Linked DNA regions of Mus musculus: all the other regions are linked to region 3. The links are chromatin contacts, called in public promoter capture Hi-C maps. All regions are on one chromosome and are shown on one strand. The core of a region is the stretch at or near the end of the contact, and the rest is flanking DNA. Distances in the headings are between cores, read along the strand shown. Region 1 holds the start of Cxcl5 (chemokine (C-X-C motif) ligand 5). Region 2 holds the start of Septin11 (septin 11). Region 3 holds the start of Rchy1 (ring finger and CHY zinc finger domain containing 1). Region 4 holds the start of Rassf6 (Ras association (RalGDS/AF-6) domain family member 6). Region 5 holds the start of Ccni (cyclin I).

Region 1 (5,430 bases), core at 1,417-3,916, 1.2 Mb after region 3:
CTAAATCCCCACCTGGGCTCCAACTCTCAGAGTTTCCACTGCCTCTCAAGGCACCAAGCTGGACCCTCCACTTTCCTGTACTCAACTGAGAGCTGAACTACAGCAGAGAAGCTGGCCAAGGGTTGAAGTTGGGGAAGTCTTAGAATGTTTGTTTTTTCTAAGGTCCCCAGAAGCTACTATGCCCCAGATGAGCTTAGAGATTGAAATGGTGCAAGGAATTAGGGGAAGAAACCTTTCTGCAAACCAAGGAAGGAACCATAGAGCTAACTTTGTACATAATGTAGAATGCATGCGGGGTAATGAGAGTCACCATCACAGGAAATCAGAGACAACATGAATGGAATCTAGAGCTACTTTATTTTCCTCAAAAGAGTAATATAAAGAAGTGAGACACTATAAGATGTACAGGCTTAAAATAATGGATGTGATGAATTCATTAATCTCCTTATAACAAAGCACACTCTTTAAAAGACACACTACAGACATCTAAATATCTCAGCAATCCATATTCAAACATGTTAAGTATGTTTTCAAAACTCTAAGAGTATAGATATTTGCTAAAGTTTCTCTCCCTAGAAATAACTTTTAAATGTTTTTTATGAAAACTAGGTAAGGAATTTCCTTGCTTCTTACCTTCTTCACCTATCTAAAATATATACTATCTAAAATATATAGTTAGTGGCCCAAATAGTAATACTAATAAACTAGTTAATAATTAATAAATAGTATACAGTTTGTTGAGTAAGTCATGACATTATGCCATACTACGAAGACATCAAATGTCTAAAATTATAAGATGAGAACACATTGATCCTTCTAGAACTTACACATTTAGAAATTCTAAATAAGGAACTGTGTTCTACATAGGTTTCTGCATGACACAGCAGCTTTCTAAAACCATAAAAGTTATATGCCAGCCCAGGCTCAGACGTAAGAACACTCTTAACACACCCAAGAAACAACAGTAAAAGAGGTCCCCATTTTATGAGAGAGAGTATGACAGCATTGCCTTCTCATGAACATTACAAAGGATATATATATATATATACACACACATATACATATACATATACATCATATACATATACATATACATATACATATACATATACATATACATATACATATACATATACATATACATATACATATACATATACATATTCCGGAGACAATGCAATAGTCACCTTCAGTTCAAGACATTTTGAAAGGTTAACAACCAATGATTCTTGACTTACACACTAAAGTATCACAATTTCCGATAGTGTGACAGATAGGAAAGAATAGGAAATATTTTTGCTAAATACACTTGTGAGATGAGCAGGAAGCTTCAGGGACAATGGTTTCCCTTTTCTCATCAAAGCAGGGAGTTCATAAAGAAAATCCGTGGGTGGAGAGAATCAGCCCTTTCTTCTTATCTTCACTGGGGTCAGAGTCCTCAGAAATCTTTCTATTGAACACTGGCCGTTCTTTCCACTGCGAGTGCATTCCGCTTAGCTTTCTTTTTGTCACTGTTGAGAAAAGACTTATATCAGTAACTAAAATTCTTCAGTTTATCCTAACACACACACACACACACACACACACAGAGAGAGAGAGAGAGAGAGAGAGAGAGAGAGAGAGAGAGAGAGAGAGAGAGAGAGACAGAGAGACAGAGAGAGAGAGAGACAGAGAGAGACAGAGAGAGAGAGAGAGACAGAGAGAGAGACAGAGAGAGAGACAGAGAGAGAGAGAGAGAGACAGAGAGAGAGAGAGAGAGAGATGAGTTTTGGGTTATTGCAACATCCCAGAATAACAACTTTCCCTTCTGAATCCTTTTATTCTAAGCTCAGTTTCGAATGTGGGATGGGAGCCTCAACTCATACAGGGAGAATAAGGACCTTGCCCGCTGCAGAGACTAAGATAGCAAGTACCTGCCCAATATTTTCTGAATGATTTTCTTTATCACAGGAGCTTCTGGATCCAGACAGACCTCCTTCTGGTTTTTCAGTTTAGCTCTGCGGAGGAGGAAAAAAAGAGGATGCACAGGTGAGCCCGGGTGACTGAAGAATCCGGGATAAGGGATGTGGGTAGGGCAGGGGGTGTCCTGGACTTCCATCTCCCAAGATCACCTGCACCCAGAACACAGTCAGAACTCACATGACTTCCACCGTAGGGCACTGTGGACCTGCAGGGATCACCTCCAAATTAGCGATCAATTTGGGATTAATTTTTGGAGTTACGGTTAAGCAAACACAACGCAGCTCCGTTGCGGCTATGACTGAGGAAGGGGCAGCTGTGGAAGAGACAAGATTATAGGAGGATGCTGGAAGAGCCCCTTTCCCCGCTCCTGGGACCCGCTGACTGCGATGGCCCGCCCGGATGGGTCAGGCACCCTGCGCCACGCAGGTGCTGCGCCCTCACCTTCAGCTAGATGCTGCGGCAGCGTGAACAGCAACAGAAATGCCAGCGGCGCCATCCGCATGAATGGCGAGATGGAACCGCTGGGGATGCGGGCGGAGCTGCGGAGCTGGAGGCTCATTGTGGACAAGATCCCGGACCAGGGAGCACCAGCTCGGGATATGCTGGAGGAGGTGTGGAGATTGGGGCTCTACAGAGCACTATGGTGTTCTCAAACCCACTGCACCCCTTTTATCTGTTCTCTCTCTTCCTTCAGGCAGGAAACTGGAGCTTGAAGATGCTGGGGAAATTCCCTGGACTTGGAGTTAGGAGGTGGGGGGCTCAGAGGGGCTGGGCAATGGGATTGGGGCGGGAGGATGGCTAGGAGGAGTGGCTCTTTGCCAAATCGGAGGAGAATGCTTGTAGTCCTGCCCCGGGAACAGAAGGCTGCTGCTCTGGGTCAGACTCCTTTAGAGGACCTTTCCCTCTCCTAGGTCAGGGCTAGTTAAGGCAGGACAGAGCTCTGAGGATGCCCTTCTTTTCCTTGTAGGAAGACTGGAGCCAAAGGAAGGAGTTTTGACTTTAGAAAACCTTCCACAGGTCTTTAACTGTTATTACTACAAACACTATTGCTGACACCTGGGAGATGGCTCAACCTTTAAGAGAACTGGTTGCTGTGGCAGAGGTCCAGGGTTTGGCTCCCCACCCACCCACCCATGCAGGACCACATTGCCACATTGCTGCTCACAAGCTTCTCTAGCCCCAGGTCTAGGGAACCCCACGTCCGTCGTCTTTTGGCTTCCTTGGGGCAGATGCATCTACTTGGTACACAGACAGATAAGCAGACATACACATGCTCATAAACAAAAATACATTTGAAATGTGTGTTTTTAAAACGAAGACTGTTTTTATTCAGGAAATGTAATCCCGGACTTGAAAAGATAAATAAATAGAAAGAAAGAAAGAAAGAAAGAAAGAAAGAAAGAAAGAAAGAAAGAAAGAAAGAAAGAAAGAAACCTTGCCCTCTCCTTGTGTGTGGATTACTTATTGATTCTTTGGGATTCTGCCAGCTTTGAAAGCCAAGAAACTATGAAAGTGTTTTGACTTCCACTTAAACCAGCTGCATGAATGGCCTTCAAAATAAAAGCTGCTTACTGGAAGCCCTGCTATTGTAATTGTTTGGCTTAATGAACAACTTCACAGATGACTCAGCAAATTGCTTTGGGAGGAAGATAAAATCTTTGCACCCTTTGCCATTCAGTTAGGAGCAGTCTGTCCTGTGCTTGGAGCCGGAGGCAACACCAGGGGCTTCTTGCTGTGCTTTCTAATGTGGCTCCCCTGCCAGATAGGGATTTGACAGTGGGTAGAAGCTAAAGGAGGTTGGTGCAGCTGAGGGACTCATCCGTGGGACTTATCTGCGAGTTTGGTGCAAGGGTTTGATTCAGTTTGCCAGCAAGATAGCATCCGTTCTGACTCCCTCCAAGCAACTTCTTGGAGTTCAGAGGAGGGATGCTTTCCCCAGGGGCTTGGCGGGGGTTGGGGGTGGGGACCCTGGAGGGGCCACCTGGTGATGAAAGATGAGATGACTTCCTGTAACTAAAGGCCTTCATACCAAGGCAGTCGGTTATAACATTAAGTGGTGCCCTGGCTTTCTTTATAGAGATTTAACAGATCTCCTCTCTGGATGGTTCTCAAAACCTCTGGCCATGTAGTAGGCCGGCAGAGGAAGTCTGTAAACATGACAGCCTTACACATATAGTCCTGGAAAGAAACTGTTTTTTCTTGTCCCCTGTAACCATGGGAACCGCCATCCACCCCACTCGTCTGTTTTCGGAATAAGAACACCTCCATTGCTGAGCAGGAAATGGTGGTAGACTTTCGAACTTACATTCTGGAAGGAAACTTAGTCTAGTTGAAGGAAGTTGGGAGGTTTGGTGATCGCATTGTGAGAAGCTAATGGGAAGTTGTGAGTCCACCATCAGCATCACACTTGACTCAACAAATGCAATCCTTCATCCTTCTGGGGAGTGGTAATCTGTAACAAGCAGCAGGTAGAACACACACACACACGCACGCACGCACGCACGCACGCACGCACGCACGCATGCATGCACGCATCCCAGGTTAGTTCCAAATGGGGTATTTTAAATATAACAGCATACAAATTAGTTTTGGCAAGAAGCAACAAGACTGGGTAGAGGCTACCAAATGAGAGCATCAGCTCCCCCTAACACTATTTCAGGTATGCATCTCTCATGGGGGTTGTTCCCTGTATCCATTTGTCATGCATTACGTACAGAACAGAGAAAGCGAAAGAAAAGGCGTCTGCGGCTGGCACTCTGGTAATAGAAAGCCCACTCTATAAGTAAACTGTTGTGTTGCCACACCTAATCAGGAAGCAGTATGCAACCTAAGCTGGCCTTGCATTGAAATTGTTCTGGTCCACTGGAATGCCTGGCTCCTATGTTGGCATCTTTGACATTGACTTATGTAAGGACCGGTAAGGATGCAGGTGGTAAAAGAATTTTTGAGTTTGAGAATGATGGTATTAACACTCAGTGGGTACAAAGTATTTAAAATAATTACTTTTATGTTGCCAGTTTAAAGTGAAGTCAGTTGTCTTAACCCCACTGCATCCAAGTAGTAGAAGAAAGTTTTTTTTGACTATTCCCAACAATAATAAAGCAATTAATAAACCTACTGTCAGCCTTATAGCCCTAAATGTTTTCTATTATAATATTTTAATTTAATGCCACAGTTATTTAATATGAATGAAAACACTTGAAATGGATTGCAGCATCAAACCACATTCATTCCTCACGCTGATTCTTTGAAACAAATGAGAGAAACTTTCTTCACTCTTAATTAGTTACAGAAATCAAGGCCAGTAAAAAAAAAATCAAATGCAGAATTGGGAGTTGAGCGGCTTAGCCAATCTGTTACCAGAATGCTTTAATAGTTTCCAGGTTCCAAACTACATTTTTTAAAAATAGTTGTTGGCACTCATTCCCCAGGGCTCTCCATAGTCTGGCTAACCACTGCCTTGCACTG
Region 2 (5,497 bases), core at 2,163-4,662, 1.1 Mb before region 3:
AAAATAGTAAGATGCTTCTGCATGGAGGGAGTGACAACACTGTAACATTCCTAAAGTTCTCTTCGGTTCCTAGACTCTGTACCATAAATGCCGTGCTCTAAGAGAGACTGTTCATCTACCTAAAGCCTGATTCCCAAGTAGAGTAATTACCACACATTGTTCGAAATCAACAGCTGTGTCAGGATATGGATACAGAAATACTAACCCATCCAAAATGGAGACATATCAATCAGAGAGGAGCACTCTTGCTAAACTAGGTACACTCTGGAAACAGCACCTATGCTCTGGGGCCTTCTCGGGGACAAGGCCCAAGGCCAGTGGGGACATGGGACAAGCTAGGGATGCAGATTAAATATGGAACAAACAGTACCACATTAAACCTACACCTTTTGCCTGGTCACTAACAATGTATCTCTCTACTGAAGAGAGGTATGAATCTAGTCATGAAAGGTAAGCATTTGTAACTGATTATATACATTTCATGATACAGAAAACACAGCATCTGATGAACTGGGTGTAGCTCAGTGGTAGGCTGAGCAAGAAACACAAGCCCTGGATTCAATTCACAACATGGTATAAAACCACCACAAAAACCCAGACATTTATATACAAGTACCTCTGTTTGTTAAATCTGACTTTTTACTCACAGCAAATGTCACCCTACAATGTCTAAAACTGAGAGCACCTTCCTCGGATTACATTCTTTTTCTCTGGATGGGAGCAGTGGTTTGTACAGACAGAAGAAAGATTTATGTCTTCCTCAACAACTCTGTTTTTTGGTTTTTTTGGTTTTTTCTTTTTTTCTTTTTCTTTTTTTTTTTTTTTTATATGACTTCTAAAGAACTAAAGGGAACTCCATTCATGAATAAGTCCACTTCATAGTACCTCTTTCTTTTTCCCCATCCCCTTTCGGTCTTTTGTCCAAACCACAGAGCAGATAGAAGGATTGGAGAGGTAGAAAAATGTCAACATTACAGAGGCAGCACAGCCATCTAGGAGCTGGGCTTGGGGACTCTTCTGCATTCACGGGAGTTGTTCTGAGCACACCAATTCCATATTCCAGAGAACAAACTGAAACAGTCTGACCACGCTCTGCAGTCTCCCCAAAGTCTTATCCGACTTCAGAGTCCATTCCTGACCACTCCTACGACTGGGGAACCAGTGTCTTATGTTCAGGTTTTAAGTAATTCCATCTTAATTGCAGTGACGACAGAGAATTTGCATAAAGAAGGGATCTTCTCTGTATCCACATGCCTTCAGAACCTCCCCTCCCCTACTATCTGAACGAAAGGTCCTGCACAAGGAAGGACTCTGTGGTTGTAAGCTCACATATGGCGGGCAGACACGGAGTTGGATATAATTACAGCCACACAGCTAAATCTCAAACTCACATATTGTTCCTATTTAATTGACATAGATGAACTTACTAATTTATTGGAAATGTGCAGCAAATTATTCCGACCACCTCCCCCAGCCCTCAAGAATGCACTGGCGATAGGTGTTACTGGGGGGGGGGGGGGGGGACCACCCCCTACACAGGATAAGTGGGTTCCCAGACACTTGCAGAGGCTTCTAAAACATACATTGTTATTTTAGTTCTTTGAATCTGTGCCCTGAAAAATAAGGCCAAGAGTTAACCTTGATTTCCTTACCATAGTAATAAAGAGGTCAGCCCAGAGACTAAGCAAATCCCCTCAGTAAGGACAGCCTCGCACCAATCAACAAGGGCATAATTTGTGTTTTGAAGAGGAAGCCAAAATTCTTAAGAATGTGTCATTTAACAGAGTTTGAAAGGTCTAAAAAGACCCACACAAACACTTAATGATGACCAGGGAACATTTTCTGATTGTGGGGGGGAAAAGTCTTTCAAAGAACCTCAAACTGCAGCAAAACCATCAAATTGAGGTAATGTTGCAGTGACCCCATGAACTTCCTGCTGGGCTAAGACTCCTCAGGGGGTGCAGAAGGGTGTGTGTGTGTGTGTGTAGAGATGTAAGTGGGGAGAGCCAAGAGACTCAGCATCTGGGGTTTGGCAGCTTTCAACATCTAAGACTTTTCTCTGTATCTGCAAAATGTCAGGCCACCACCTGAAGCTAGCTGCAAAGTTCGAAAGGGAAAATTTAAAAAAAAAAGATGGGGTACTAGCCAGGGAAGGACTCCCCCGGAGTCGCCCCCAGGGCAGACCAGGCAAAAGTGGGCAATGAACGTTGACAAAGAAAACCCGAGAGAAGAGGACTCCGCCTTTCCCACTGGGCTTGGCTCCTTTCAATAAAAAGGAAAGGCGGCCACTGCCGCCACCGCCCCTTCCCTCCTTTTCACCCTAGGCTAGAGAGCAGACCCTAAACTACATCCTCAAAGTCCTACTCGCTCTAGCTGGCTGCCGGAGTTGGAAACCCAGAGCCTACACTCCCAGAGGCACAGCCCGTGGCGCGTACCCCAGCCCAGAGCATCCCCTCTCTGACTTCGGGTGCTGGGACACTTCTCCAGGCACGCACCCTCCCTTCCTCTTCCCGGAGCCCCGTATTCACTACTGCCGCCCCCGGCCTGCCAGCCGCAGAGTATTTCAGGACTTCCACCCACCCCGAAAGGGAGCCCTTTGAAAACTTTGTGTGTGTGTGTGTGTGTGTGTGCCTAGGGCTTTGTCCACATCCTGGGCAGGGCCCGGGTCACCCGGGTGGGCGCCTGAGGGTGTCCGGAATTTCACAATGCACCCGGGGGGGGGGGGAGTAAACCACCACGGAAATCCCACCCCTTTGACCCGCTTCTACGGCCGTGTGACACAGCGCTTCAGCACCCAATTCTCATGCCCGGATCGCCCCCAGGGCGCGAGAGAACCGCGAGGAAACCCTCCTCAGTCAGCGCCTTCCTCCTCTGTCACCAGCTAAGCCTTGTGCGCCGTGAGAGAGAGGTAGCTGGGGAAAGCAGCAGCTCAAGCAATCTCTTCTAAGGGCGCCTCACAGAAGGGTCCTTTTCTTCCCACATCCCCGAAACAGGGGCGCGCCAAAGCGATCTAATGTTGCATCAGGTAGGCTCTGAGCCTGCGGGCTCCCCAAGCTCCCCTCCGCCCCAGACGCGCGCCCAAATTCATGCACACACCCACAGCCCCCAACAGCCACCACCCAGAGCCCCCCTCCTGATCCCCGCAAGTCTCCACCCGCACGCGCCCCGAAGCGGAGACCACCCGGCGCCCCGGGATCAGCACGCTAGAGAAGTGAGGCCCCAGTACTCACACTCGGTCTCCCCACCGCCACGGCCATCGCGACTGTGGCTCTGGCTGCTCTTTACCGACACTGGCTGCTGCTGGTGCTCCGGCTCCCGCTGGCCTCCCCCGCGCCTCCCTCGCGGCTGCGCCCTGCTCGCGCCCGGCTCCCGCGCGCCTCCAGCCGCATCTGCTCGCCCGCGCCGCCCCGCCCGCTTTATTCCAGCAACATGGCCTCCCGCCTGGACTCGACCATTAGCTGCCCCGGGACGGGGGTGCAGAGAGATCCCCAGCCCCAGCCGAGCAGACGAACGCAGCAGGTGAACCGTGATCCTGGTCAGCTGATAAGATGATACGCTTTGAAGTCAGCCACCTTCCTTCCTGTGGCTTTCTTCCGTCCCATTAAAGCGTCCTGTGCCGGGACACTGCCCGACACTCCCCCTGTTGCAACACGTGCTGGGGTCCGCGTAAAAGCCTAGGCGCGGAGGTCCCAACCCCGAGCTGCCACGCGCTGCGCGGAGCCGGCACCTGGGGCTGCTATGGGGTGGGGCAGGGAGGCTAGGGGACCGCAGGGTGCAGAGGTTGTACCTCTGGAAAATTGACCTGGTGACACGCCCCACCCGGAGGAGCCCTCTTAGAAGGTGCGGTGGGTAACTTACTAGGGCCGAGCGCGCCCCACGAGGAAAGAATTGCCGGTCTGCTGGGCCTTCCATCAGAAAGGAGACTAAACCAGCTGCTGGAAGCCGTCGCTGTGGTGTGCGGCCGGGCTGGGGACCGCTTTTCCAGAAAAAGAGGACCTAGTCGTGAACGACCCAACCACCGCTGCTGGGGACAGGGAAATTAATTAATTAATTAAAAAAACTTGAGTGCTCGCTGGAAAAATTAAGCCGTTTGTGAGCTTGCTCCAGAGCTTTTCCCACCGTGTCACACTGGAGAGGTTACTGGTGCGAAGAGGTCAGTGGACGTGATATTGGATCCCGGAGACAGACCGGATGACCCAGGGCCCGGAGGCGTGCAAGCTCAATCCTGGCTGCGGGGTGTGGTGCACAGCGAAGGCGAGAAGCGGGTGACAAGTGGGTGCGACTCACAGCACAGGGAACTGGGAGGGCTCCTCCACCACTAAGAAGGACTTCCCCCCACCCCCACCCCCAGCAGATGTTGGAATAATTACAGTGTCTGAGTGGCAGGCGAAATGGCGGGGTCCTTGTACATACATCTGACATAGGCTTAACAGGGAGAAGTGTAATGCGCTGTGGGTGTCCACGCATGGTAGACCCACGATCACGTGAGGATAGCTACTCACGTGAGTTGAGGAAAGTAGGTGACTTGAAGCGCAGGGGAAGAGGCAAGGGAAGGGCTGTATTTAGCCCACATGAACGCGCCCACGGGGCAGGGGCGTGGGGGGAGAACTAGGGCGGGCATCTGAGAGTCATACCTGAGACTTCAAACATCCAAGTTTCTGGGAACCCACTTTTGGCTACGGGATTCAGATGCTCTCTGTCCAGTCTTTGGCTGAGGGTAAGTGACTAGCACTGGTTCACCAGTAGCTGATCTGATGCTGGGCTGCTCTGGTAGGTGAGTGAGGAGCTAGAAGCTGCCTAGAGTGAATTCCACCCTTGGCGGTGGAACCTAGGGAAGAGTGTGTTGAAAGAGGAAGGCTCTGATGTAAAGCCAGATTCTGGCTCACTCAGACCTGAACAGCACTAACTTGTTCTGATTACTCCCTGTTCTATAGAGAAGATGTCTTTTGAGAATAGGGACCTCATTTACACCGTTACACAGTGTCGAGTTTGTAAGATGTCACTCGAGTGCTCCGCAAGAGCTCTCAAAAACAAGAATTACCTTTCCTCTGTGACTCTAATGCAGTGCTTTCTTGTTCTTCGGTTGGGGGTGGGGGGTGGGGGTGCGAATAATTTCTTATTCAAACTTAAACCTTTTAAGATTAAAAGGAGAGGCCCGGTGCTATATATAACCTCAGATGACAACAGGCAGGAACTGTGACTTACTTTCACCCCAGCCATTGTTGCAGATGAACCAGGCCGTTAAGAGGTTGTCATAGTAATATTCATCTCTCAATAGACTATGAACTCAAGAGTTCTTGCCTTTTGGCTTCTAGCACACACCGTACATGTTGAACAGGACTGTCCTCCAAGCCAAACAACTGTCATCTTGGTGCAAATGAACATCCCAGCTGTGGCTACTGACTGTTTATCTCACTCAGAGAGGGGAGTGAGGCTCAGGAGCCCCACACTGGGTATCCAGTCACTTACTACCACGCTTTCTATGTGCATCTGCCTT
Region 3 (4,748 bases), core at 1,411-3,910:
AGACACCAGCTCTTGAGTTAAAACAAATTTTCTACATCAGTTTACTTACCCAGACCGTGGTAATGTATATTTATGAGAGGCTATTGGCCAAATTCTCCTGCTATGCATCATAAAAGCTAAAGCTACAGTTTATGAAAACTCACAGGAGCTGGGTGGTGCACGCCTTTAATCCCAGCACTTGGGAGGCAGAGGCAGGCGGATTTCTGAGTTCGAGGCTACCCTGGTCTACAGAGTGAGTTCCAGGGCAGCCAGGAGGGCTATACAGAGAAACCCTGTCTTAAAAAACAAACAAACAAAACAAACAAACAAACCCCTCACAGAACATGCTTCAAATGAAGCAAGCAGCACACTTGAATGAACACGTGGGTGCTGAAGGGGCTTCAGAACTGTCACCGGGATGAGTGCTCACAGCTCTTAACAAACCTGTAAGTGATATGGACATTCAAAGATAGAAGGGATGGCTCCTGCCTTCAGCTTAGTGTTTAGAGTGCTTCTGTCAAAGTCTGTCTTCTTGAAGTGTCTTGAACACAGCACATCTCCTTTTTTTAGGCTTCCAAATGCTTGCAGTATTCACATCTAGTCTTTTCATGGCTAATACCCACTTTCTTTTGATGTTTTCATCTGTGGGGAATCTACAAAACAGTAAGAATATATTTTAAAGCTATATATGTGTGTGTATGTGTATATATATATATATATATATACATACATATATTAGGCTTTGTGATAACTACCTTTACCTGCTAAGACATTCTGTTGGCCTCATAGCTCAGTTTTAATATCTAGATTTTTCTGCCAATCATTCTTCATACATATGGCTTTTATTTAAATTTTTTTTTAATTATATGTAAGTACACTGTAGCTGTCTTCAGACACTCCAGAAGAGGGAGTCAGATCTCGTTACGGATGGTTGTGAACCACCATGTGGTTGCTGGGATTTGAACTCCGGACCTTTGGAAGAGCAGTCGGGTGCTCTTACCCACTGAGCCATCTCACCAGCCCTTAAATTTTTATAGTAGCATATGAATGTTTCAGTGGACATTTAGCCTGTAGCAAGATTTGCAATTAAAGGTTTTTCTTTCTCTACAGCGGTTGAAGAATACCTTTGGCCTTTCCCTTTCTGAGGTGATACCTAGAATTTGTCTTCAATGAATAGGAGGGCCTCTTATACTTCCTCCTTTCTGTCAAACCTGAAAATAACTTGTATAGCAACTCATACATAGCAGGTCTATAAATGCCTTATGAACTCATGCGGAGAACAGCTGGCACGTCTACGGTTCTGGAGCTACAATTACTTTGACATATACAGGAGGCAATAATCAGACTTCTCAACATTTCTAAGCTAGTTCAATATTGTTTTGGGACATGGTAGCACATAGGTTCTTTTTATTTCCCTGCCTAGTAAAGTAACTAGATCTTTCCCTAGTAATAACAGTGCTTCACAAAAGCTGCGAACATCCTAAGTATGCTTATTAAATCCTATTAGACCCTTCCTAGGGTGTCACAGGAATGGCTAAACACTAAATTAGAATCCTCAAACTCACACAGCTAAATAATCCTTGATCTGAACATGTAGTTTACAGTGAACCACTCCACCTCATCTATTTCTAAAAAGAAGGTATGGGTATTTGAACAGAGCCCTCAGTTAGATGATGATCGACATATGAACAGTAGAGACCGTAACACAGTTAGAATGCAAACATTAGCAAAGACGAGCCTGACAATTTGTGCGTGGGGGTATTTTATTTTTGGTGGGGGTGCTATCTGGTCTTTCATTCCTTGGCACTTGAAACTTGCACATTATAAAGGGACCATTGTCAGTTCAAATTTAACAAGGTTATTTTAAAAAGACTGGGAACAAAAGCTTGTAACTGCAGACTCTGGTAGAATCATTTTTAGTAAAAAGTTAAAAGTATCTGGCTTGAGTACAGCAAAGTCTTACACATGAAATGTCAGTCCTTTTAACTTGGAATTTGGTAAACAGCGAGAGGCACATCCAATGGCCGAGCAACCTTTCACCATGTTTTTAGCAACTCCTAACACAACTGGAAGAGAATTAAAACGAGTTAGTAACTCCAGGGCTAAGCTAAAGGCATCTCCTCCCGGACAATTGCCTCCCTTCTCCCAGATCCCAACACCTGAAGTTTTGCTGATAAAATGCTCTAAGTCTTGGTATTTTGTAAGAGTGGACATAAAGTTATGCACCTTGAGGTCTGAGATTCAAACTCTGCAGGCTTCTTTATTTCTCTCATGTTCTTACGGGCCAGATTTTTCTCTCCCACAGGTCTGGTACACACTAACTCCTGCTGGCGTACTGTTTGCCATTCAACTTTCAGCTCGAGCGTCTCCTTCCCCAGGGACACCACACAGGACTGTCCTTCCAGTGTGGAAGTTGTGACCTCATCTAATGCCGTGGCGTTCTCCCCCTCCCCATTTGTGAGTTCCACGGGGGCGTGGCGTGGCTACTTGTTTTTCACTTTGCGTTCTTAAGTCCTGGGTGGGTGACAGCACAATATTTTCTAAAGGGGGCGCAGGGAAAAAAGGAGACCGGGACAGCCGCCGGCACTCGGACCTGCGCGCGCAGCCGCCGAGCCCCGCCCCCTTTCGGAGCAGCCGCGGGAGGGGCCGCTCCTCACCGGCGCCGGCGGCTCGCAGCAGCGCCCGCCAGACGACGCAGCGGTCCCCTTCGCCCGCAATCAGGGCTGGCAGCGATGCCGGGGCGGGGAAAAAGAGCCAACCTAAGACTTACTACCATTAGCAGTGACGACAGCGACTAACGTGGACGACGGACTAAGCGTCTCACTTGGCTTCCACCCCTTACACCAGGGACCGGAAATCCGGATGCTGCAGATCACGTGATTGGACCCCCCCTTCCTGACTCTGGTGGCCGCTGCTCCGAGGAGGAGCGGGTGTCCGACCGACTCTGCTTCCTTAAGGCGTGGCTTCCAAGCTGGGGGAAAGGTTCAGTGGCTGGTGAGGGGGAGGTGGTGGAGGAGGAGGAGGAGGAGATGGCGGCGACGGCGCGGGAAGATGGCGTCCGCAACCTGGCGCAGGGGCCGCGGGGCTGCGAGCACTATGACAGAGCTTGTCTCCTCAAGGTGACGACTTTAGAGGGTACCTCCTCGATGAGCTGCGGTCGGGTCTGGCAAGGGCAGGTTGGGCAGAAGCTTCAGACCGAGCTGCTTGTCAGGATACCTGCCATCTGGAGTTGGGCTCTCCTTGCAGGAAACGTTTTGGCAAGGCGAGCAGGAGCTCTGTACTCGATCGCCGCTGCAAGCCAAGTTCTTGTTTGTAAAGACTTGGCCCTTGCTTAAATTCACCTCCCTTGTGGGTTTATCCGTCATTTGCGGTTGACAGTAGAATGAGGAAGTGAAAGGGCCTTGGCATTTCTGTCAAGTGCGTATGATGCAGTGATGAAAGCATAAGCAAGGGAAGAATCAGAATATAATTTCTGTACGTGTAGGAAGTTTATAGTATGGCTTGTCAGCTTCATTTTTTTGTCTAGGAATATGCCCAGACCTGTCCAGGAGAAAATGTCTGTGTGAAGTGAGAGTTGGGTGATTGCCATTAAGTTGGATATTGGAGGAGTGCCTAATACATATATGCTGTCATTTTTCCTGCTTGAGACGTTCTAGTCATCTAGAGTTTTTAAAAATGACTCTCACACAGTTAAGACTTACCTGATTTTTTTTTTTAAGAAGCAGTTTTAATATTTTGTTGAGAAAGCCTGAGATTTGAGCTGGGGTTATAACTCAGCCTTAGAATTGAGTTTATAATGCTGAAGGCCTTGGCTTCAGTCTTCAGAAGTCGCCTCCCACTGAGAAGAAACTTTGACTCTTGGAATCCTATAGCTTTCCCTTCATAGTTTAGATTGTCCTTAACTTGCTGTGTAATTTGGAGCAAGCTACTTTTTAAAGAGCTTGCATATAAAATATACAAGTTTGGAAGCTGGTCTTAGTGGTAAAGGCCTGTAGCTCCAGGAGATGCATACTTCCAGCTATTTGTGAAGCAGAGGCAGAAGGAATACCAGCCAGGAGATGCTAATGCAAATAAGAAAAAAAAAAAAAGGAGGTGGGGCTGGGGGTATATATAGGTCATTGCTAGAGTACTGGCCTCACCAGAGAGTCTCTAGGTTCAGCCTTCTCTGCCAACAGGGAAAGTCCCTCTTTTATAAACCATGTGATGATTGCATGCTAGAGTGCACATGTGGTGTTTTAAGAGGTGTGTCCCCAGAAATGACTAGGAGTATATATTAACTAGCACCCACAGTGGTCATCAACTCCTCCTTCGCCACCTTCACAATCAGCTCTGCTGGTCACTGACCTTATAAGTTAGGACTAAGTGATAGGCTTAGATCTGTAAGGCAACTTAAACCCTTTTCTGTAGGCCATGCCTGGTGAGCATTCATTGCATTGGATGAATTTTTTCAGACTGGTCAATTATCTAATGTTGTATAAAGAATTAAATATTCTTTTGGTTACATTTCTACTGAAATATTTTTACAGTTTCAAAGTGGTATGAAACTGAATTTAATACCTGGCCTTCCCCTTCCACCCCTGCAAAGAAATTGCACAACCAAATTTGTGTTTCACAACACTTAAAATCTTTTTCTCTGAGTGTCCAAGCATTGTTTTTCTGTTCCCTCTTCCTCTTTCTTAATAGGAGAGGCCAGCTGAGGTGTTTCAAGGAGTAAGTCATCTACTAGATCAAGTGTAGCTGTGCAAGCAAGATAAGGAGTGACAGCTGGC
Region 4 (5,306 bases), core at 1,968-4,467, 1.3 Mb after region 3:
GAGAAGTTAGCATTTGAGGGAAAATAGAAACAGTGAGAAGACGCTGTGACCAGAGCAAAGATTTCTTGACAGATGCAGTACCAAGAACTAAGGCAGTAAAGCCGGAACAAGGCTGGTCTGTTCCAGGAGAAAAGCTAAACCTGAAGAAGACTGTACAGGAAACACCAGGAAAGCAGAGAGTCAACAAGGCTGAAAGGGGTGAGCGAGACCTTCTATGTCTTAGTAAGGAGGTCAGATTTAGAGTTCATTCCACAGGTATGGGGCAACCACTAGAAAGGCTTTTAGCAAAGGAAGTTGGTCTGATGCGATGAGAATAGTTTATAGAAGATCCTGCTGGCTGAATGGTACATGAGCAACCGAAGGAAACAGTGAAGGCCGTCGGAGGCCATTGTAGTGTCCAATCCAGGACCGTGCTGTCCTGAAGTAGGGAGAGAGCAGTGGAGATATTGTATCAGGTCTCACCAATTTGCTGGGTATGGGAGGAGAAAAAGAAGGACGGCACCAAGGGCTGACAGAGGCTGGGCCTGCTGAGCCCTGTTCTAGGCTTAGGGGATGAACTAGAGACATACAGGATTCCCGTCTTGATGTGGAGCCAATCAATACTTTGTATGATTTGATAAGTATGACTTATTTAAAAGTTGAGGAGCTTAGAAAAATGAAGTATGATTTAAATGTTATCTTTTTTTTCTTTTTTTTATTAGGTATTTTCCTCATTTACATTTCCAATGCTATCCCAAAAGTCCCCCATACCCACCCCCCCACTCCCCTACCCACCCACTCCCCCTTTTTGGCCCTGGCATTCCAATGTTATCTTTTTAATGTAAGATATCCAGATGGGTAGAATTTAATGAGTAAATAAATATCTGAAGAAAACCCTAGAAGAAAATGCATAAATGGATCATCAGAAAAGCTGTTTATGAAACTCAATTTCAAAATAACAAAGAAAATAGATTTGATTACTTTTTTGAAACTTTCTTATGTCAAGAATATCACAGACAAGACTAGGCTATAAATGAAAAGCCTGGGAAGTCAAGCCACGGCGTATCCAAGGTAGAGTTGTAAGTCTCCTCTGTAAAGACACATTTTAAAGAAGAGGAAGATGGGCAAAGAGAAAATTTCAAAAACAAAAAAAGCGAATATGCAAGGTTAATGTAAGAAAGACTTCGACTTTACTAGTAACTAATTCTGTACACATTTACAGCATTTATCAGCTGAGGATGGTATAAACCTGAATCCCAGCACTAAGGAAATGAACCAAAAGGTCGAGAGTTGGAGACTGGAATAGCTATCAAGTGAGCCCTGTCTCAAAAAATAAAATAAAATAAAATAAAATATGAATTCTAAACTTTCAAACTGGTAATAATTGGAAAGAAGTACAATAACTCATGAACACATATTACCCTAGGATTATGAAATCAATAAATTATTCTTTGGATTAGAAAACTTTTAGAATCTAGAGGCATGGCTAAGGACTTAGCACCTGCTGCTCTTGCAGAGAACCCAGGTTCGGTTCCCAGCACCCACATGGTGACTCGCTACTGTCTGTGACTCCATTGCTGGGGGATCCAATACCCTCTTCTAGCCCCAGCAGGCACAGAAAGCAGATGGTGTCCACACACACAGGCAAAACACCCATGCTCATAAGATAAAAGTAAAATAAATTTTAATATAATTTAAAGTATATACCCTTTTTCATCCTGTTACTTCACTTTGAAGGTTGTAAGGTCGTAACCACAGTTCAGAGCAATTACATGTAAAAATTCGCTGTAGTGTTGTTTAGAAATAAAACTCCCTCTCAATAAGGAACTGCTTAAATAAATAATGCTCTATGCATATGGCATATTACAGTGCCGCTAGTTAAAATACATTGTAAGAAAAAAATTAACCCACCCTGACATATGGTAAATTGTTCACAATATCTTTTATGAGATAAAGATAAGTTATAGAAGAGCAAACTATGCAGCCACCTTCAGATATGTTCCCAGAGTAAATATGTCAGCCATGACAGTCAGCCCGCTGCTTACAATAATTTTATTCCAGAGATAGATTTGTAAATATTTTTGTTTCATTTCTGTGTTTTTGAAATTTTTCACATTGTGCATGCTATATGGCTTTACAGTCTACAGAAAAACTATACATCTACACGAGGATAAAGTATTTAAAGGGAAGGCTGCAGATAAAGGCAGAAACCCAGTGTTGCCCAGACACTGAAAACAAACAGGAGATCCGTTTGAGCACGGGCGACTGGGTGCAGCCAGGATCTGAGCAAGACATTGTAGAAGCAGAGCTGTAAACACTGCAGGTCCTGTTCTTTATCATCCAAAGGTCAGTCCACGCCAGCAACCACACACCAGTATACTGTGAGCCAACGTGGCCAAGCTAGTACAAGTGATGGCCGATACCTCTTTTGACCAATGCCTGTTAAATCTCAAAGCCCCTCACCTTTTTCAATGGCCACAGGCTAACTCGACTGTCTGACCCTTTCTGCGTGAGTTTAGAATCCTATGGAAGGCACCGTATAGACACATCAAACAAGCACTGGGGCTCTAGCGTCATTGTCAGACCTTCAGTTCAGTCAGCATTCCACCTCAGAGAACACAAGTCAAGCCTGCCTCACCTTCTCTTAAAATAATAATACGGCTACCCAAGACCCAATTTAAGTCAGGTGGTCAGGCCAGGCACATGAGCCCTGATGTTGCAAGCTGCCTGGAAGGTTCTGGCACACCCTAAGGGTGTGAGGAAAAAAAAAAAAAGTCTTGGGTGCAAAGGTGCTGGCAGAAAGCCAAGACTAAGGAAAAGAAAATTAAGAAATCACAAGCTGAAAGACAACTTAACTTTTCAAAGACAAAACGCAGAGTCCTAGCTGGAGCCGTTTATCTGCAGCACAGTTGGCTAGCAAAGATCCTGCAGCCTGTCACTGACAAAGGTCCCCACCATCAGTCCACTACTGCAGAGAGCAGGGTACCTGCTGGCCGCAAGGACAGAGTAAACACTCCCAACATGCACTGAGGCACTGGGCGTGGCTCAGGTTGCTCACACCCCCTGCGATGGGCAACCTTGTAATAATTAACTGCCGCTGGGGCTGCGAAACTCTGCCTGGAGCAGCACTGTGGGGCCAGCCATGTGTCCTCCACCCTGACTGCCTGCCTCGGCTCGGAGCAGGTGAGTGATCAGGTGAGTGACAAGGACGCCTTGTCACCCGCAGGCAGCTCCGCCTTCCCACTACTGTAAGGGACAGCTCGCCACCTCAGGCTCCGCGCTGCTTGGTCACAAGAGTCTCCTTTGCCCGGCACAAAAGCAGGTGAACTTGGAGGTTGAAGCGAAGAGCCCCGCTCAGTCCACACACAGGCACACCAGGTAGGGGTGCGGGGAGCATTTGAGAGCGGTCTAGAGAAACTGAAATCCATAGTCAGGAAGCGTAAACCCGTGCGTGCATCAGCGCAACCTGAGCCCTAGTGTGAGTTGGCCTTAAATCAGAATTTTTTTTTCAGAATACTCTCCTGGAGAAGGTAAGCGCGTGAGGGGGTTAGGACACAGTAGTGGGGAGGGGCGTTTGGAGCAGCAAGACCACCCTGCCTTCCCCTTTCCCAAAGAGCCAGCTCGTTGACTTTTACCTTAGCTGCTTCTTGTGTTTCAAGTTTGTCATACATGACTACATCGTAAAGGAAAGACCCTTTAACTTGAGGGGTCAGTTAAATGTTCCTTTCTTCAAGGTAAATCAGCTTCACTGAGAAGGGATTGAGATATAATGAAGACCTCACCAAACAATGTTAGGATGACCGTAATCACAAGGGCATCTGTGAGTTAGCATCCAGATTCTGAAGCTGGAGAGTCATAGGATCAAGCCTTGTGTCTGCTACTTACTAGTTTGTCACTTTGAACGTTACTTCCCATATCTAAGCCTCATAAGTCTGGCATCTATAAAACAAACATGATACCATGTGTCTCAGGGCACTTTAGTGGGGATTAAACAGGTGGCAGTTCTTCCACAAACGGCATCGCATCGTATGTCACCGCCCACAAATCTACAGATCTGTAAAATGGGTGTGACGGGGAGGACAAACTGACCTGAGCTGGACAGACAACACCAGACCCTGAGGATGCTGGAAGAGGAACAGTGCTTGTGAGACTGACCTGGTGACCATGGGCGAGCAGCAGCAGCTCTGTAGTGGTAAAACTGCCTGGCTTCTCCTCACTTCCAAGTGTTTAGCCTACCTGAAGGCCAGTTTAAACTTAAATGTTATCCACTTTTATTTTGTGAAAGTGGTGTTTATTTCTGAGGAAATAAAAAGCATCTGTAGTGAGAAAATTACTATCTATTTTATGCTGTAAAGCCCTGGCCTTTATGCTTCACATGAAAGACTGCATTTGAATGACTTTCATCAAATTAGACTATCTGGGCTAAGCCCTTCTGTTGTAACACATATTGAATGGTTTACAGTCAAATGATGGTGACTTTCTTTATATGCTAACAGTCTGGTGCTCATGCTTTGTCGGGCTCTAACTCTTCAGCTTAAATGACAAGGAAGTGGCTTTTTATTATACGGTGTTGTGTAAAGGACACTTTTGTGACTCTTGCTATGAGTTTTATGAATGTTGCTAAATGGTTTACAATGCAAATCATCATTGTCTTAAATGTTCATTTTTCCACTATAGAATTTGAATTTCCTAATCCACATCTAATGAGATACTGACTGAAGAATTTTGGGTAGATTTCTAATGCCAAGTCAACTGACATTTGTTGTGCTATTGGCTTATAGGATCTAGCAATAACAGTGCAGTTTGGCTTATAAAATAATCTCATTTATTTAGACTACCTCAGAGTAATAACTAAACATTTTTCATCTATTATACTGAATATAAACTGTTGAATACAATTTAAAGTATTTGATTTTATATTCCCTAGTGATATATCAATATAAAAAACAGTGCCCCAAGTAAGATAAATCTGTTTGACTATATTTAATATTTTAATATTGAGATGAATCTCCTTAACCTCATAAAAAACTATCTTCCTAGTTAGCTTATATGCTATACGTATATGTTTATCTGTTGTTCCTAAAATATATAACCCTATATTGCAAATTATAGAATGTTCTAATCAACAACACAGAAAAATAACGAGGGTTGTATGAAATAATAAACTTTTCTAATTATATTTAAAATAGTGCAGATAACATAGCATTAAATGTTGTACACTTAATGTTGACTCCTATTTTAGTTTCCTGAAATGAGTAGCTTATAATTATAATTAAACTAGATGTTTTATGCTAAATCTCCAGTTACTTGTATAAATTCAGGGATTC
Region 5 (5,202 bases), core at 1,705-4,204, 1.2 Mb before region 3:
TAGAAGGGTACTCTAAAAACTTATTATTTGGGAGCCATTCCTAATCAATACATTTGTCTTTATAAGACTTCTTTTCTCAGGGGACTTTATAACTTTCTACTGTGCAACAGTGCTTCATGTAAAATACAGTTATCAAGCAAGAAAAGATCCCGAACCAATGTTTAACGAATGAGTGGTGGTGGGTTGAGAGATGGTTCGGGGGTTGAGAGCTCTGGATGCTCTTCCAGATGACCTGGGTTCAATTCCCAGCACCCGCATGGCAGCTCCCAACAGTGCATAAATACCAGGGATCCAAACACATGCAGGATGTCTAGACAACACATGCTGTAGAACAGAACACCCATTCACATAAAATAAAAGGTTAAATTTTTTTAAAATAGTGAAGAATATATTTTTCTTTAGACAACTGACACTGGTTTCTAGAAGACACACCATCACAGAAGGCCTATTTCAGGGAATGTCCCAAATACACAGGTCTACGGAGGAAGGAACTCACATGGCTTTGGGCTGGGGTGGGCACAGCACTGGCAGGTGATTCGGGAAGGATGCTAGGTTTATTTTCAAGGTGATGAAAATGTTCTGAAATGGATTGTGATGATGAGTGCTCAGCGAGGTGAACCACATGCTTTAAATGGATAGTTTACGTGTCAATAAAGCTGCTACTGGGAAAAATGGGAAAAGAGTCATCTAGTATCTCCATGCGTAACCTCCTTTGAGGTTATTTCTGCATCCAGCAGGACTTACATTCTTATGGCTTTTGATGACTATTTTGCCAAGTTGTTTGATATAAGAGTTAAGCCAATGAAACATAACCAGGAGTATTTAAGAGCTCTCACTTAATTATAAACTTTTTTTTTGAAGTTCATGAATGCTAGTGGCCATTTAATCCACGGTAAGATATGGAGATATACACGTAACACCAGGCAGCTGAGAAACCACTTTCTGTTGCTTTATCTTTTACCTCTTATGAACAATGCTTCTGTGACCATCCACATAGAACTTCTTTTTAAGAATGCATATTTTATTTTTAATTATGTGTATATATGTGCATGGGAGCTATGCACCTGCGTACTGCAGGTCCCGATGGAGTTCAGAAGAGGGGATCAGATGACTAGGAGTGAATCACTGTGAGCCACTGTAACTTGGGTCTTGTACTTGCCCTTAACTAATGAATCATCTATCCAGCTCCCATATATATGAATTCACACACACACACACATACACACGGCCACTACTGCTGTGCTACACTCTTACCCAGTCTTCCTTGAAGAAATGAGAGGCAGAAACGATTCCACGGTGTCACAATAGTTGTGCCACGATAAGTTATGCAGAAAGGCCATACTCTTGAGACTTTTATCCAGGAAAAAAAAATGTTGGTCATATTAAAAAAAAAAAAAAGAACGTGTAACAATACAGAAAAAGACTAGATGGGGGTGGGAAATGCAGGCACACGTAGAACCTACTTAAAACCCTCCAGTGCTTCCTGAGCCCCGCTGTGCCCTATAGAATCCTCTCTGACCTCAGCTTTCTGCCCCTTGAGTCTCAGAGGCAATGTAAGCTTCAGTGCTTTCCATATGTTGCTTCCTGTGCCTATATTTTTCTTTGCCCAGTGGTTTCAAGACTCATCTTAAATGTCACTTCCTCAGAGAAACCTTTACTGAGAGCCCAGAGCAGGTTAAAGGCGTTTCCACACTGGTCTGAAATTTTCCATCTTAATCCTTCTGCTACTGACACTTGTTTATGAGGTCAGAAATCAAATACTGAGAGCCTTTCACATACAGAAATGCAGTATAAAACAAACTATACAAGATCCAGGCCATCCATGAGTTCATATGGGGAGGGGATGGCTATAGAGTAAAACAGTCTTTTGGGTAATTTCATACAGTGATCAATGGGTATCTCTGTGCCTGAGTTGCAAACTCCTTGAAGACAGGAGCCTTTTGTTTTCAAGCTAATTCCAGTTCTGTAAAAACCTGATCGGGTTTTTTTTTTGTTTTTGTTTTTGTTTTTTTCCAGTGATGTAAAATGAATGCTTGACTAGGTAAATGGTTAAGTTCCAGGTCTCCCCTTCTTCCCAAAGCTATCTGCATTCTTTTCATAAGTAGAACCATTGTAAGATTTGCAAAATTTACCAACTGGAGTAAAAAGTACTCAAGTAAATAAAACACATTTAGTTCACATTCGTTAAGGACCTAGTTAGTGATAAACAGGACCCTGAAATACTAGACATACTGGCTCATGACTAGAATTCCATTGGCGCACAGCCAAGCCGTCAGTAGTCTAATCCACTGTTTTTACAAGTAGCCTTAAGCACGCAGGATATGATCCCCTTAATTTTCTTAATTCTAAAGTGCTTCAGTCTCCCATCACCCACAGGATGGTTAAAAAGATGCATGTCCTTACTCACTAATAGGAACGGGACAACATAATTTTGCGTAAGGTCAACAAAGAATGTGATCTTTACACAAAAGATCTCCATCCACGTCTAATAAATTCGTTCAGGAGGGCTAAGGACAAGTTGGGCTGGGAAACACTGGGAGACTCTAGGTTGGGCGCAGGCGCTCACCCAGAAACCCTTCCCTGAGGCTAGGCTCCTTTCTTTCCAGAGGCGCATGCGCAGCACACTCTCCGGCCACTGCACGCCTCCTCGGCTAACAAGCCTCTTACGTCACCGAACAGGCGGCGGGGGTTCTTCCGCGCGCCCGAGGAAAAAGAGTCCGCGCACCTTTCCTTCTCTTTGTGCACACAAAATGCACTTTCCCTTTTCATCCCAGTCCCAGCGCCTTCCCCAGGTCGTCTCCGGAAGCTCGTCTTTGTTCAAACTCTCCTGTGCGTCCATAAGACACGGAAGTTCGTCTTTGTTCAAACTCTCCTATGCGTCCGTGGGACACCGGAGGTGGCCAGGAAGAGACGAGAACACTGGCGTTGTTTACAGACACGCGCGGCCGAAATCAGTCCGCGAGGGCGGGGCTAGGCGGCCGGCGCTTTTTCGTACGCTCCTCCCTCCCCAGCCTTCCCCCGCGAGCGGACGCGCCAGCGCCTCTGTCTCGCTTTTTCTTATTTTCTCCCCCTTTCCCCTTCCTTTTCTTTTCTTTTTTCCCCTTCCCCCCTTCCACCATTTCCCCTCGGAGGCGTTTCCCTCGGGCAGGGGCAGAGCCGGCCTCACCCCGCGCCTCTCCCCGGCCCCCGCCGCCCTATGGCGAGAGGGCGCCCCCTCCTCACCCGGGCACCAGCGGCGGCGGTCGGAGGAGCGGGACCGGCGGCGGCGGCCTCGGGCCCAGGGTCATCATGGAACTAGTTCGCTGAGTGACCCCTCGGCCGCAGCCGTGCGTCCCGCCCGAGTACCCGCGCCCGCCGGCCCGGTTTGCCCTCTTCTCCCTCCTCAGACGGCCCGGCCCTGGTCCCGCGCGCCCCGCTGCCGCGCGCCGAGGATCATGAGGTGGTAACGGGCCCCCGGATGACCCCGCGTCACCACTGTGAGGCCTACAGCTCTGCCGGGGAGGAGGAGGAGGAGGAAGAGGAGGAGAAGAAGAAGGTGAGGGCGGGGGCGCGGCGCGGTCGCCGTGCGCGCCGCTGGAGTGGGAGCTCGCGGGGGCGCGCGCCGCTCCCCCGAGGACCGGTCCCCTCGGCGAACCTTTCCTGGGCACCTCGGGGACCCCCTCGCCGTCTCTGGCAGCGCTGCGTGGGTTTCCTTTGAGCCCGGCCTTTTTTTCTTTTTTTTTTTTTTTTTTGGTCCCCAAGTAACTTGTAGCCACAGCCCGTCACCGACTGGGGTGCCAGTTCCAGGCTCCGCGAGCCAGTGCTAATAAAGAAGGTGACACACCCCCACCCACAGAAGCCACCGATCCCTCGTGACCACCGAACATAATTTACCGGGCAGAGTATTGTGAATGTCAAGCCAATAGTTATCTTCCTCTGCCCTACCCCCCCCCCCCCCCGCCACCCACACACCGCGCGCGGGAGTGTAACGTCGTCTAGGGCTTGGGCCGGTGGAGGAAACTAGAGAGGTGAGGGAACTGAGTTGCATCATAAAGGACAGAAAAATGCCGAATTTTGCAAGAGCTAAATGCTCTCTGCAGAGTTAGCCTGCTCCACCGCAGGTCATTTAGGCAGAAGTTGAACATTGTGTAGTAAATTCGTGGAAAGTGTGAGGTAAATAGATCAACGAGGTAAATGGATCAACTGAAGGTCTTAGAATAGCAAAGTAAAATACTTACGTTTCACTTTGTCAGTGAAGAGCCATTGAGTGTTTGAACAGCAGCCTGGTAAACCTAGAAACTTTCTGGACAGCTAGGGATGGAGACATACACACACATACATATATGTATGTACCCTGTCTTAAAAGGGGTTAAAAAAAGGGTTAGGTTAAAAGCCAAGAGTATTTGTTTATTCTGGTCAAGTAATTCTTAAAAATTAAGAGTATTCAACCTACCTGTGTGTTTGTTCATCTTTTAAATGGATTTAGTAATTCCACCATCATAGGGTTAAACAAGGATTACTTAGAGTAATATGAACAATAGCTAGCCAAGTAGTAGCAAAGCATTGAGGGCTATTGATAAGCACCTGACAAGGGTAAGCTGTGATTTGGGGGGCAGGGAGGTACAGTGCTAAAGTTTGGAAACTGTTAGTGGTAAAGATACTCATGATTAGTTGAGAAAGCAGGTCTAGCAATGGTCATGACAGTAATTACATACAAAGGCAGGATTATGTCCAAGTATGGATACAGAAAGGCAGGGTAGTGTGTTTCTGCACAATTCTAGACGGTGATGTGGGATCGCCTATGACCCGGTATTGCTGGTTCATAAAGTCAAGGAGGGAATAGTAGCTACAAAAACCTTAAAGGCTCACATTGATCTTCTCTGTTCAGAAAAGGAAGGAAGGACCAGAAGTCAACAGTCAGTACAGGATTATTAATAGAGTTGGCATTGTGATCACCATAATAGGATAATTATGTATTGATGAAGCTTGCTATTAATGTGGTTGTTTACCGGCATTGTGTTCCACTCTTAAGATCAGGGGGTCCTGGATGTATGTTGGTAGTACAGTTTGATGTAAGGTAAGCATTATGCTAGCTTGTTAATGCAAAATCTAAGCCTTTTAATAAGCATGAACAGTATAGAAGTATTTGAGACAATGGGAGGAATATGTAAAGCTATTTTAAATGTTAAGGAAAATTTAAAGTTTAACAGTTCATTTAGAATA

The links. Promoter capture Hi-C pulls out the DNA fragments that hold promoters and counts their contacts. Capture Hi-C pulls out chosen DNA fragments and counts their contacts.
Region 1: a contact with region 3 is called in a promoter capture Hi-C map of liver, with 6 times the contacts expected there. The contact joins the promoter of Cxcl5 here to the promoter of Rchy1 in region 3. A contact is called at or near these places in 4 of 39 promoter capture datasets (the 3T3-L1 cell line, hippocampal neurons and liver) and 2 of 115 datasets of contacts at active chromatin or transcription factors (large pre-B cells and pancreatic cancer cells).
Region 2: a contact with region 3 is called in a promoter capture Hi-C map of adipose tissue, with 2.6 times the contacts expected there. The contact joins the promoter of Septin11 here to the promoter of Rchy1 in region 3. A contact is called at or near these places in 2 of 484 Hi-C or Micro-C datasets (B cells and CD4 T cells) and 1 of 9 other capture datasets (adipose tissue).
Region 4: a contact with region 3 is called in a promoter capture Hi-C map of liver, with 6 times the contacts expected there. The contact joins the promoter of Rassf6 here to the promoter of Rchy1 in region 3. A contact is called at or near these places in 3 of 39 promoter capture datasets (the C10 cell line, hippocampal neurons and liver) and 1 of 115 datasets of contacts at active chromatin or transcription factors (pancreatic cancer cells).
Region 5: a contact with region 3 is called in a promoter capture Hi-C map of liver, with 3 times the contacts expected there. The contact joins the promoter of Ccni here to the promoter of Rchy1 in region 3. A contact is called at or near these places in 6 of 39 promoter capture datasets (the 3T3-L1 cell line, the C10 cell line, erythroid cells and 3 more), 2 of 484 Hi-C or Micro-C datasets (CD4 T cells and regulatory T cells) and 2 of 9 other capture datasets (adipose tissue and liver).

Annotation. Positions count from the first base shown.
Region 1 is chr5:90,756,534-90,761,963 of GRCm38.p6, reverse strand. It overlaps Cxcl5 (chemokine (C-X-C motif) ligand 5), which reads right to left and starts at 2,666. Exons shown (of 4, transcript NM_009141.3): 1 at 2,404-2,666; 2 at 2,140-2,275; 3 at 1,914-1,997; 4 at 339-1,511. The coding sequence starts at 2,521. The coding sequence ends at 1,451.
Region 2 is chr5:93,091,331-93,096,827 of GRCm38.p6, reverse strand. Septin11 (septin 11) reads right to left here and starts at 3,412. Exons shown (of 10, transcript NM_001009818.2): 1 at 3,231-3,412. The coding sequence starts at 3,257.
Region 3 is chr5:91,960,980-91,965,727 of GRCm38.p6, reverse strand. It overlaps Rchy1 (ring finger and CHY zinc finger domain containing 1), which reads left to right and starts at 2,660. Exons shown (of 9, transcript NM_026557.4): 1 at 2,660-3,098. The coding sequence starts at 3,009. It also overlaps the pseudogene Thap6.
Region 4 is chr5:90,638,438-90,643,743 of GRCm38.p6, reverse strand. Rassf6 (Ras association (RalGDS/AF-6) domain family member 6) reads left to right here and starts at 3,217. Exons shown (of 11, transcript NM_028478.3): 1 at 3,217-3,357.
Region 5 is chr5:93,204,247-93,209,448 of GRCm38.p6, reverse strand. Ccni (cyclin I) reads left to right here and starts at 2,954. Exons shown (of 7, transcript NM_017367.3): 1 at 2,954-3,535. 2010109A12Rik (RIKEN cDNA 2010109A12 gene) reads right to left here and starts at 2,931. Exons shown (of 3, transcript NM_029363.1): 1 at 2,726-2,931; 2 at 1,255-1,350. The coding sequence starts at 2,769.